Linked DNA regions of Drosophila melanogaster: regions 1 and 3 are each linked to region 2. The links are chromatin contacts, called in public Hi-C maps. All regions are on one chromosome and are shown on one strand. The core of a region is the stretch at or near the end of the contact, and the rest is flanking DNA. Distances in the headings are between cores, read along the strand shown.

The links. Hi-C and Micro-C count contacts between places; a contact is called where the count stands out from the background.
Region 1: a contact with region 2 is called in a Hi-C map of the Kc167 cell line, with 2.8 times the contacts expected there. A contact is called at or near these places in 3 of 107 Hi-C or Micro-C datasets (the Kc167 cell line and the S2 cell line) and 1 of 7 datasets of targeted methods (the Kc167 cell line).
Region 3: a Hi-C map of the Kc167 cell line shows a contact between it and region 2, with 2.8 times the contacts expected there. A contact is called at or near these places in 4 of 107 Hi-C or Micro-C datasets (the Kc167 cell line, eye imaginal disc and wing imaginal disc).

The regions. Positions count from the first base shown.
Region 1 is chr3L:7,759,077-7,762,583 of dm6, reverse strand. It overlaps Hn (Henna), which reads right to left and starts at 2,131. Exons shown (of 5, transcript NM_079239.4): 1 at 1,928-2,131; 2 at 349-1,021; 3 at 28-290. The coding sequence starts at 1,957. It overlaps CG32373, which reads right to left. Exons shown (of 9, transcript NM_206297.3): 9 at 3,461-3,507.
Region 2 is chr3L:7,433,632-7,436,991 of dm6, reverse strand. Rac2 (Rac2,) reads left to right here and starts at 1,802. Exons shown (of 1, transcript NM_001274588.2): 1 at 1,802-3,360. The coding sequence starts at 2,482. The coding sequence ends at 3,060. The region is part of intron 1 of CG42458; the gene reads right to left. CG14835 reads left to right here. Exons shown (of 1, transcript NM_139865.2): 1 at 1-184. The coding sequence ends at 118.
Region 3 is chr3L:7,865,570-7,868,874 of dm6, reverse strand. Pdp1 (PAR-domain protein 1) reads left to right here and starts at 1,506. Exons shown (of 5, transcript NM_168233.3): 1 at 1,506-1,634. The coding sequence starts at 1,592.

The DNA of each region.
Region 1 (3,507 bases), core at 882-3,381, 330 kb before region 2:
GTTAGCCTAGAGCAAAGAGCCACTTACGGTGGACAATTTCTCAATGTAATCATCGGGTGCTCCCAGGGAAGCTAGCCCGATCTCCTGACTGAATTGGGCAAAAGCTGGATCTGCAAAAAGCGGCACGTGGCCCATCAGCTCGTGGCAGACATCTGGTTCCGGTGTGTACATGGGCTTGCTGGGATGTCGGATATACTGAGTGGAGTGGAAGACGCGGAAGGCCAGTCCAGCCAGGAAATCCCGAGAGCTGAGTAGTCCAGCCACTGGACGCAGAGTGAAACCTGTGCAATCTGAAGTGCAGCAATTTAATGTTACGAATTCTATCTAATGGGCAGTAATCGAACTAACCCCTCAAAAAGTTGGACACATCCTCCAGCTGGGGAATGTTATCCTCTCGGAATCCACAGTTGTCCACCAGCAAGGGAAAGACGTGGTTGTACTCGCGACAGGCATGTGTCTTATACAGCTTCGTAAGATTCCTGAAGATAATGCCCCAGGTCTCGATCTCCTCCTTGGTGTAATCCACATGGGGCAAGGGCTCGCCATGCTTGTAGTTGTAGGCAATGTCGGCGAAGTACTTGCGACGCTTGCGGTATTCCGGATCGGTAAAACCAGGATGATCGGCATCCAGCTCCGATCCGTAGCTCAGAATCTGATTGGCGAAACGATCCAGATCGCGTATACGCCGCGGGAACCAGGGCACAGCCGTGGCATTATCCTTGTAGTCACGCGAAATGATGTTAAAGTAGCTACACTGCTCCTTCACATCCTCGATGGCTTTTCCCAAGGCTCCCGATTTTCCATCGGCCTCCACGAAAAACTCATAACCGGGAACACGCAGCGAGGAACGCGACTCAATATGCACCAGGTTTATGTCATGCTTCTTGAAGATGGCCAAAATGTTGGCCAAAGCTCCGCTGGACAACGACGAATCCTTGGGCGAAAACAGAAGACAGGTGTTCCTGGCCTCCTTAATATCTACACCCTCGACTATGTAAGCCGAATCCTCTACGCGCGTTGGCTGTAATAAATTCATTGGTAATTTAAAAAATATTTACGGTTTATATTTTTGCTGTTTGGGAAAACAGCCATTGCATCATTGGAAATTTGACAGATTGACTCCGAGTGACCTGGGCTAAACGAGCAGTCAAGCCAAACTATTTAATATAGATAATATTTCTCTGCTCTTATGACTATGCAATGTCTATCAGCAAATCTCCTATTACAGAGGCTACCAGGGCCCAAATCGCATAATCATTTAACCGAAGCCTTATATGAGCCAACGAACTGTAATTGTAGTACTTGCCTCAGATCTGCATCATTGAGATTGTTTGTGTTTTGGCTTGAACCCCCATATTGAAGGTTTAGGTCCGACCGCAATGGCAATCAGCGCATATTGCCAAGGACTCGGCCTAGAACTTGGTGTGCTGTATCTGTGGGAAGGTCTCCCAAGTAGTATACTTTGCAAGATCTTGAGCCATAACAAGGTCCTCTAACAGGGCTGAATTATTTGTTCTTAATGTATTTATATGACATCTTATTAAGCTGTACTGTTTCTACTTCCAATATATGCGCCTGACGTCTTAATTCAGGTTTTACTCTACAAAACACATTAATAAACTACTTGTTTAGGAGCGAAAATAAAATAAACCACTAGGAGTCCCAGACACCACTCTGTTTTCCTTTGTCTAGAACTATTGCGAACTAACCCAATTCCATGACAGGTTTTATACATTATAGATCCGCATTCTCATTTCAATCAAAATAATAAAATTATATTTTATTTGAATTTTTTTTCCTCAAAGGTTGGACAAGTTCATGCTGAGAACGCAGAATAATAAACTTGTTATTGTTTTTAATTTATTAGCTATTTTACGGATCACTTTCTATACCGGGTGCACAGAGGACTCTCGCCGAAGCAACAAACCTTATCAAAGGAGACCTGCCGCTGGTACATTTTCACAAGATTCTCGGGTTTCTCCACTGATAAGTACAATAAAACCGATGGCGAACGATCCGTTCAGCAAACGAATTAAAACTGATTTAATTTCTCTATGAATCGCGCGCTTAAATAGACTTTTCGATAGGCCCCATAGCTGAGCCCAAACGAAAATCAATCCGAACTGAAACCAGTAAAAAATACAAATAATATCGCGGGCAATCGGGCGAGTAAATGATCTTGGAACGGCATCCACATGCGATCCAATCGCGGCTATGGCTCTGCGGCTGCGGGGTTATCAGTGCCCAGTGTCTCGATGGGCCTAAAATCCCATTTCAGTATTCAGCTTCATTACAGAAGCCGTCGTCTAGCCGATCAAATCTAAATGTTGAGGCTTAAATACAGTCTAGCATCCATAATTCAAAATACGAAAAAAAGGAACGCCTGATTCGAAAAACCAGTTTTGAATGTTATAGATCTGTGTTCCTGGAACTTAGGCACAGTTTTCTATAGATAAAATATAATATCGTAAACAATGTTTTCTTACTTTTGAAGAACCCAAAGCACTTCCTTTTCGCATGTTCCACTGTATTTTGGAAATATTATCAGCTAAGACTCGCCCCTCTGCTGGGGTCCAAATTAACAAAACATTATTTCAGCTAGTTTTAGATTTGCTTTGTTTTGCAAAAAATCATACTGAATAATCTGGGCTGTGTTTTTCTAATGACAGGTTCTAACCAAACGAGTTCAACGGCATTTCAGGGCAATTATTTCAGTAGTGAATAGCTCCAAGTGGGCCTGGCACGCGCTACTCTTGGTTTTTTTTTTATACTTGCGGTCCACATCAGATTGACTGGAATCAATTAGTCCAATCGTTACACTCACCCGAACTTTTTGTCGGATTTTGTCTTTTAAATGGTAATACGCTTTCCTTAAGTCTAGGTGACTTACATTGTGGTACCCACTTGTAATTGTTAATCTATGAGTAGGTTTATTATTGTTTCAAGTTCAGAGTTCACTCGGTATAAGCACGTCAACAGATAACCCCGAAATTTAAGCTGATGTAATATTACAAGAGCTTACAAAAGCTAAAGCAATAAACCATATCTATACCATGTCTTTACTTCCGACATAAAATGTTTCAATATTCTTATTTCTATTTTTAGATATGTTTTTTGTCAATCCTAAAAAGCATTGATTTAGGCCCAAAAGTAGGCAAAGAAATCAGGTCATTTTTGAAGACAATGAGGGTATTAAGGCTAATATTTTATGTAGACCGAATTGATAATCCACTTTCAATACACTCCAAAATCAAGACGAAATGGGAGTGATCTATGATGACGATGCTTAAACATCCGAAAAACAAGCAAGCCCTATCTGTACCGTTTGCTTACAAGATTTGTCTTCAGCGGAGAATATTAAACATCTGTTCTACATGTCAAAAGTTTTACATCTTCATTGATTTTTACACACCAAGACTGATAGTCAATACAAAATCAATGCACGCTTCAGTGCAGGAGTGTAGGTTAAATTTATTTTTATTTTTTTTGTCGTTTTATATGTTAAAA
Region 2 (3,360 bases), core at 553-3,052:
TAGGAAGAAGCGGCAGCAGAAGATGGGTGCAACGAGCCGGAAGCGAAGTCCAGGGATTGGAAGTACCAGGTGTACCAGGTATACATCCCAATTTCACTGGGAAAACCCGCCTCTTTAAAAACCTTGATGAACCCTTTTGACCACCGGATATGCTAGCAATGGAAAATATAGGTACACTGCAATCAAATGTTTTTTTTTTCTGGGAGCTTAAAGGCTCATTTGGGTTTCAAAATGTTATGGTTTAAGTAAATAACTTTGCTGAAAGGTAATTTGATAACTGCATTATTTGTTGCGCTTATCGCTTTTCAACTTAATTTAACACCATTGTTTTAGCCAAAAGCTTTCGATTGGTTAATCTATTAAATTACGCTGTAATTTGAAAATTAATTCGAAAAAGTGTTGTTTTTGTTTCACGCCCTGACCCGCTGATAACCTTGCGACGCCCACCCGCCCACTTGAAATCGAATACGAAATCGAATGATTCATCCACGCACAAACGGAAACAGAAACATTTATTCCACTTGAACGGACTTCATTGGCGATTTAATTGTTGCGGATTTTTTACAGTAAATTCCATTAAAAACTTTTTGAAAATGCATATTATTGAAATTCATATATTCGTGCTTGTTGTTCGGATTGCTGGAGAACAAATTTTGTGGCGCCTATTTAATTATCCAATTACAGCAGCACCATCAGCAGTGCGAGAAATTAACTTAAATGCGAAAATATTCGCCGACGGCACTTTAAACATTTCCATTTTAAAATCAATGCGAAAATGGGCGTGGCATGTGGAGGACGGGGGGGGGGGATGTTTTGGGCTTCTGGTTGGTGGGGCGGAAGCCAAAACACAAACACGAAATATTTCGGCTATCACTTTTGGCTGAATGCGGATGCGGCGGATTCGGTGGATTCGGTTTGGGTTCTGTTTTTGCTTTTCGGTTTTTACTGTCGATATTTTGCACTGTTTGCCAATGTTATTTGTTTGTTATTCCTTGGGCTTTGGTTTTTGCCGACACACGCAATTTTGTGGTCCATTAAAACAGTCAACGGCAGCAAATATCGCTGGTCATGAAAAATTTAATAATTCGTTTAAGAATTAGATGGGATGTAACGGTCGTAAATTAATATGGCCCGAATTAAGGAGAATTAAAAGTAATTCCAGAATCTAAATTTGAGTTTCCAATTTTAAAATATGAATACTTCCATTTAAGTATATTCATCCAAAGACTGTGACACATATTTAGGTCACATAATTGATTCATCAATAAAAAAAATATTGTTCAATTAATATTTATATCGCGCGATATCAACGTTTTGCTTGTTTTTGGTGTGGCACTGTAATTGTACCGCGATAAGCTACGGGCGATTTGTACCTGAGTTGGGTACCGCACATCTCTGATAGCCTCTAGTCGCGTGGAAATTGGCTCAAAACAACAGCAACGGTCGGGAAATTCGTGGAAAACCGTCGAACGAATATAGAAAACTCTACAAAAACGACCAAAGCAAGGTCAAGTAAAGAGACTCACTATCTCTGTCTCGCTCTGCTCTCTGTGGATTGCCACGACTAACGTCACCGAGCGAATGACTCACTGTGACTAATTTTATGGGACTGCACTGTGCCAGTGCCGCTCTCGCTCACGTTCGCTCGCTCGCTCTTTGTGTGGGAGAGCGTATGCGCGCAGCGCTTCGTTTAAGCGACTAACGCACGCGAACGAGCGAGACAGCCGTACAAGCCAGTTGAAAGAGCGAAAACTACAGTGAAAAAACAAGTACAACAACTGCCAGCGGAGGCAGAAATTTTCTTCAATCGCCGCGAAGATTTCACAGCGTTTGGGCGTGTTTTTTCCGTTTCTGCCACAGAAAATCAGCAAATCCCCACATATGCGGGCCCAATTAATTCATAAATAATATACCGACCGAACAGAAAGAACGCCGTCACGGTTCTGCTTTCAATTAAGAATATTGATTTGACAACTTTCGCGATAAATCAAACTCCACTTCAAATTCGCATCTCTCTCTGTACGCGATTGCTTGAATGTGTGTGTGTGTGTGGGCAGAATTTGTATTAGTGCGTGAGCAAATTATTGTATAATCGCCAAAAAAAAAAAACAATAAAAGCAAAACGCCAACGCGAAAAGCAAAAGCTATACAATTAGAAAAACTAGCTGAGCTGCGATACAAGGCAAAACTAAATTGTGTGACTAAAATTTGTCTGTTGAACAGAAAAAAGAAAAGTACAAAATAGTTCAAAAGTACAAATATCGAAGCATTCAAAAACTGTCTGACCTACTGAATTGAATGAATTACCCCAAAGTAATTATAAGTTAAGCTGCCACAAAGAAAACCAGTTGAGCCACTGGAAATCGAGCACGAAACCAGCTGATCCACTGAAAAACCCTCTGCCCCCAGCGCACAAGCAACCCATCGAGCTGCTGAACCCATCGATTGCCCAGTAGTACCACCAGTACAGTAGCCTTCATCATGCAGGCCATCAAGTGTGTGGTTGTGGGCGACGGAGCGGTGGGAAAGACCTGTCTGCTGATCAGCTATACGACCAACGCCTTCCCCGGCGAGTACATACCCACGGTGTTCGACAACTATTCGGCGAATGTGATGGTGGATGCCAAGCCCATCAATCTGGGCCTCTGGGATACGGCTGGACAGGAGGACTACGATCGCCTGAGGCCGCTATCCTATCCGCAAACGGATGTCTTTCTCATCTGTTTCTCACTGGTGAATCCGGCATCGTTTGAGAATGTGCGAGCCAAATGGTTTCCCGAGGTGCGTCATCATTGCCCGAGTGTGCCGATAATCCTGGTCGGCACCAAACTGGATCTGCGCGACGATAAGCAGACGATCGAGAAGCTGAAGGACAAGAAGCTAACACCGATCACCTATCCCCAAGGACTGGCGATGGCCAAGGAAATAGCTGCGGTCAAGTATCTGGAGTGCTCGGCCCTGACCCAAAAGGGTCTGAAGACGGTCTTCGACGAGGCCATACGATCCGTGCTATGTCCTGTCGTTCGAGGACCCAAGCGGCACAAGTGCGCCCTGCTCTAAGAACTTTGAACCCACCCAAAACAAAAACGCGAAGAACTTCAACAAAAACAAAAAAAAAAACGAGAAGAGAAGAGAACAAAGCGCAAAATTCTGTGCAAAATATTCATATTCGCTTTGTTGGGTCTTTAGTTACAGCAGATAGTGTGTGAGTGTGTGTATTGTGTGTGTGTGTGATGTGAGTGCAAGTGTGAGCGCGTCTCTGGGTTGCGAGTGTGACGGCATGAGTGTGTGAATGAGTGAGCGTAGTTTTGTTTTTATTGTCAGCTTTATGTGGGGGAGCAGCAGCCACAAAAACAACAA
Region 3 (3,305 bases), core at 257-2,756, 430 kb before region 2:
AGTCTGCAAAGAATGTCTTAACAGCTAGCTATTCTCTTAATAACAGTGCAACAACAGTAAAAAAAATATGCTTAAAAGTATGCTAAGCATTTTGTTAAACAATCGTTTTTATGTCATAAGATCAGATCGTGAAACCTAAATTTAACAAATTAAATGAAAGAAACGTCTTGAACGTATACATTTAAGTGATTTTATAGAGACTTTTTTTTTAGCTTATAGCATTTAGTCAATAGCTTAGTTAACTGCACAAGAGTCTATAATAATAAAAGTCTATAAATACATTAAATTCGTTAACATGTTTTCAAATGTAGAAATGTTAATGATTTGGCGCGCCAAGAAATTTGAAAAATGTAGATTGTATTTTACAAGAAAATATGAAAAAGTATATTAAAAAGATAAAGTTTATTTTTGTTCTTCTTTTAGTTAAATAGATTGCATCTTAGTATTCATTATAAATATTATTCCAAATGTCTTAAAATTAATTAGTTTTTATATTTTATCATGAGTAAGAAAAGGGTTTTTTTCCAGTGCAAATTTTGTTCAACGAAACTAATAATATCGGTTGAGAAATGGAAATTGTTTTACCATTCCCCCTTCTAAGGAGGCATTAGCATTCGTTCCTCCGCTGACTAATCCCCGGCCTAATTCCCATACCTTATGTGGTATCTATATTGGGGAGACAGCTTGCCAATCAATTTGATTGCGCTGCGCTGATGTTTGCCCCTGTTTATCTAGCTTAGGGGAAGGATTTTCAAGCTTTTATCATAACAGAAGTGCTTTAATTCCCTTTGATGAACATTTGTACATAACCCCCTTTTGACAAAGAACTCCATAGCTTACTGATTTCGAAAAGCATGACCCAAAACTTAAGGTCATATCATTTTACTAGTAGGAATTTAAGTATTTAAACTAAAATTGGAAGTCATCTAAAACTATTTTTAAATGTAAAAATATTAAATATTTTATGAACCACATTTAATGTGTTTTTATTCATATCAATATATTTAAATAATTTTATAATTTAAATGATTTATGATATTTATTTATTTATAGACGTAAAATATTTGATGGAATCCTTCTGCAACCTGACCCCTAGCTACTAAAATAGAAATACGGCGATTAGTCAGAGTCGTTCGTAGTGGGTACTTAGTATAGATTTCTATTTTTATGGCCCCACGATCCACTGTTGCCATGTGCGCATGCCCCTGCGACTCTCCGTTACATAAGGCTTATATAAGAGGGCCATGCGAGCGAGCGAGATGGACATATGCCGCTTGGCTCTCTCGCTGCTTCTCCGCAACTAGCCCCCTCACGCTCTGGCCCCCTGAATGGCTCCAGTGAAGATAAAGACCACGTGATTACATTCTGCCGGCTGCACCAAAAAGAGAGAGCGAGAGAGCAGAGTGAGAATGAGTACTTGAAGTTGCTCTTATTTTGATTTCCAATTTATGTCCCAATGCTCCCCCGCGCCGCCATCGAAATGATTTAATCTTTTGGAAAATAGTTTCAGTTACGCGTTGTTGCTGCGACCGTGTGTATCGGTAATCGGTTTTCAAACACTTGCAATCGATAGGAGGACACAGAGTGTGCAATGAGCGAGCCCAAGGAGAATATCATGGACTTATCCGTGCGAGGTAAGTGGTAGCGTAGGCACCTGTCCATTGCCCCCTTGCCCCTCTCACCGAATCATCGAAAGCCCCAACAAAGGTAACACGTGCATTGGCGAGAGTGCGAATCGGTTTTGTTTGCTCTGCCTCTCACTCACACTTTGTGCGCGAAAAAGAGAAAGAGCTCAAGAGAGCATTGTGGGGGCGTGTGATAGTAAGCTTTTGCACGGTTTTATTTATTTTTTTGTTTTCTATTTTGCCGTGGTTAAGCCCGCCATGTGACAAATTATTTGATTTTGTCTTCAGATTGCTACAAATTGGTTTCTTTGATTTTCTATTTTTTTTTGCTATTTCCATTTCTATGGTGATTTTTTATTTACCTAGCGGCGGAGCCTTAAGCAAATAGTAGCTTATGTACGCACACGCAAAATTAGAGTGCTTGTATATTGTGTTCGGCCTTCAATAGAAACGTCACGAGGTACAGTGGATCGAGACTAAGAGGTACCTGAATTAGGAGTGGCTAAAGGATTTCGAAGGATTTTTGTAGCATACTTTCACACACTAAATTGGGGGATCTGAAGATAGAGAAGCTGAAACAAACTTTTAATTTTTTTGCTTTAGTCTTAAAATTTATATATTTATAAATACCCAGTGCAGCCGTACTCAATAGCAATGAATAATTCGGAATTTACACAGCATGCCGTCATTAATTAGTACAATCCAGATGCCGCCTAATTGATATATTGTGGACCCCGCCCAGGAAACCCCCAAGCCCAATCAGGTTCCCACCCCTCCGACCACTTAGCCACTCCACCGAACGACTTCCCCGAGATAAACTAGTATTTACCAACCCGATCACCTGCGATCGATATGCATAGGCCCCAAAACTGACCCCGTTGGATCTTGCGTCGGCACTTGAGGCCTTTGATATCAGACTAATCAAATGTTGGGGTGCTCGATAAAATAGCGTGGATTCTTGGATTGAGCTCATTTCCCCCTATCCAGTACTCAGTTTTGGGTTGCCATGATGGACTGCTGTCCAGAATTGGTGAAATAGAAACGACGACGTCGTCGTCGACAGTTGTCGCCATTCCATAATCACAATCAATTGCACTGTCATCGTTGTCGCCGGCTTCGTTATCAGGAGGAAAGGAAAGACGAGGTTACCAGGCGACTATAAATATTTACCCTCATGATATAGTTGGGCCGCATAAAAAGTGAGTTGTGGCTGTGCGGATGGTGATTACGATGATTATGGTGTGGATGTAGGCAGGGGCTAGTTTTAATTATAAACATTTACGACACACAGTCACACAGTTGCCATCCCATTGCTCATTTTTAGAGGGCTTGAAAAGACGACCATGCATATAATAAAGATTCCATTTGTTCTCGAGCCTTTTACTTGTGAGAAACTTTAGATTTAATTATCTATATTTACAGAATGCATTTTGTAAATAATATATTGCATTTGTTTTAATCAGACAGGGAAAGTCCATAGATCTTAGATATTGGTTCATAAGCTAAAAAATTATGAACCTGAAAAATAATAATAATGAAAAGGATTCCATTTTCATAGTTCTAATATGCAACGACAAATTTTATAGTATTATTAATACCCACAGCTTCTGATAAGCCTCTCGTTGCACGCCCTTTTTTCAGTGCACCTGTTGTACCCTGATATTCATTATTTTCTAGCAA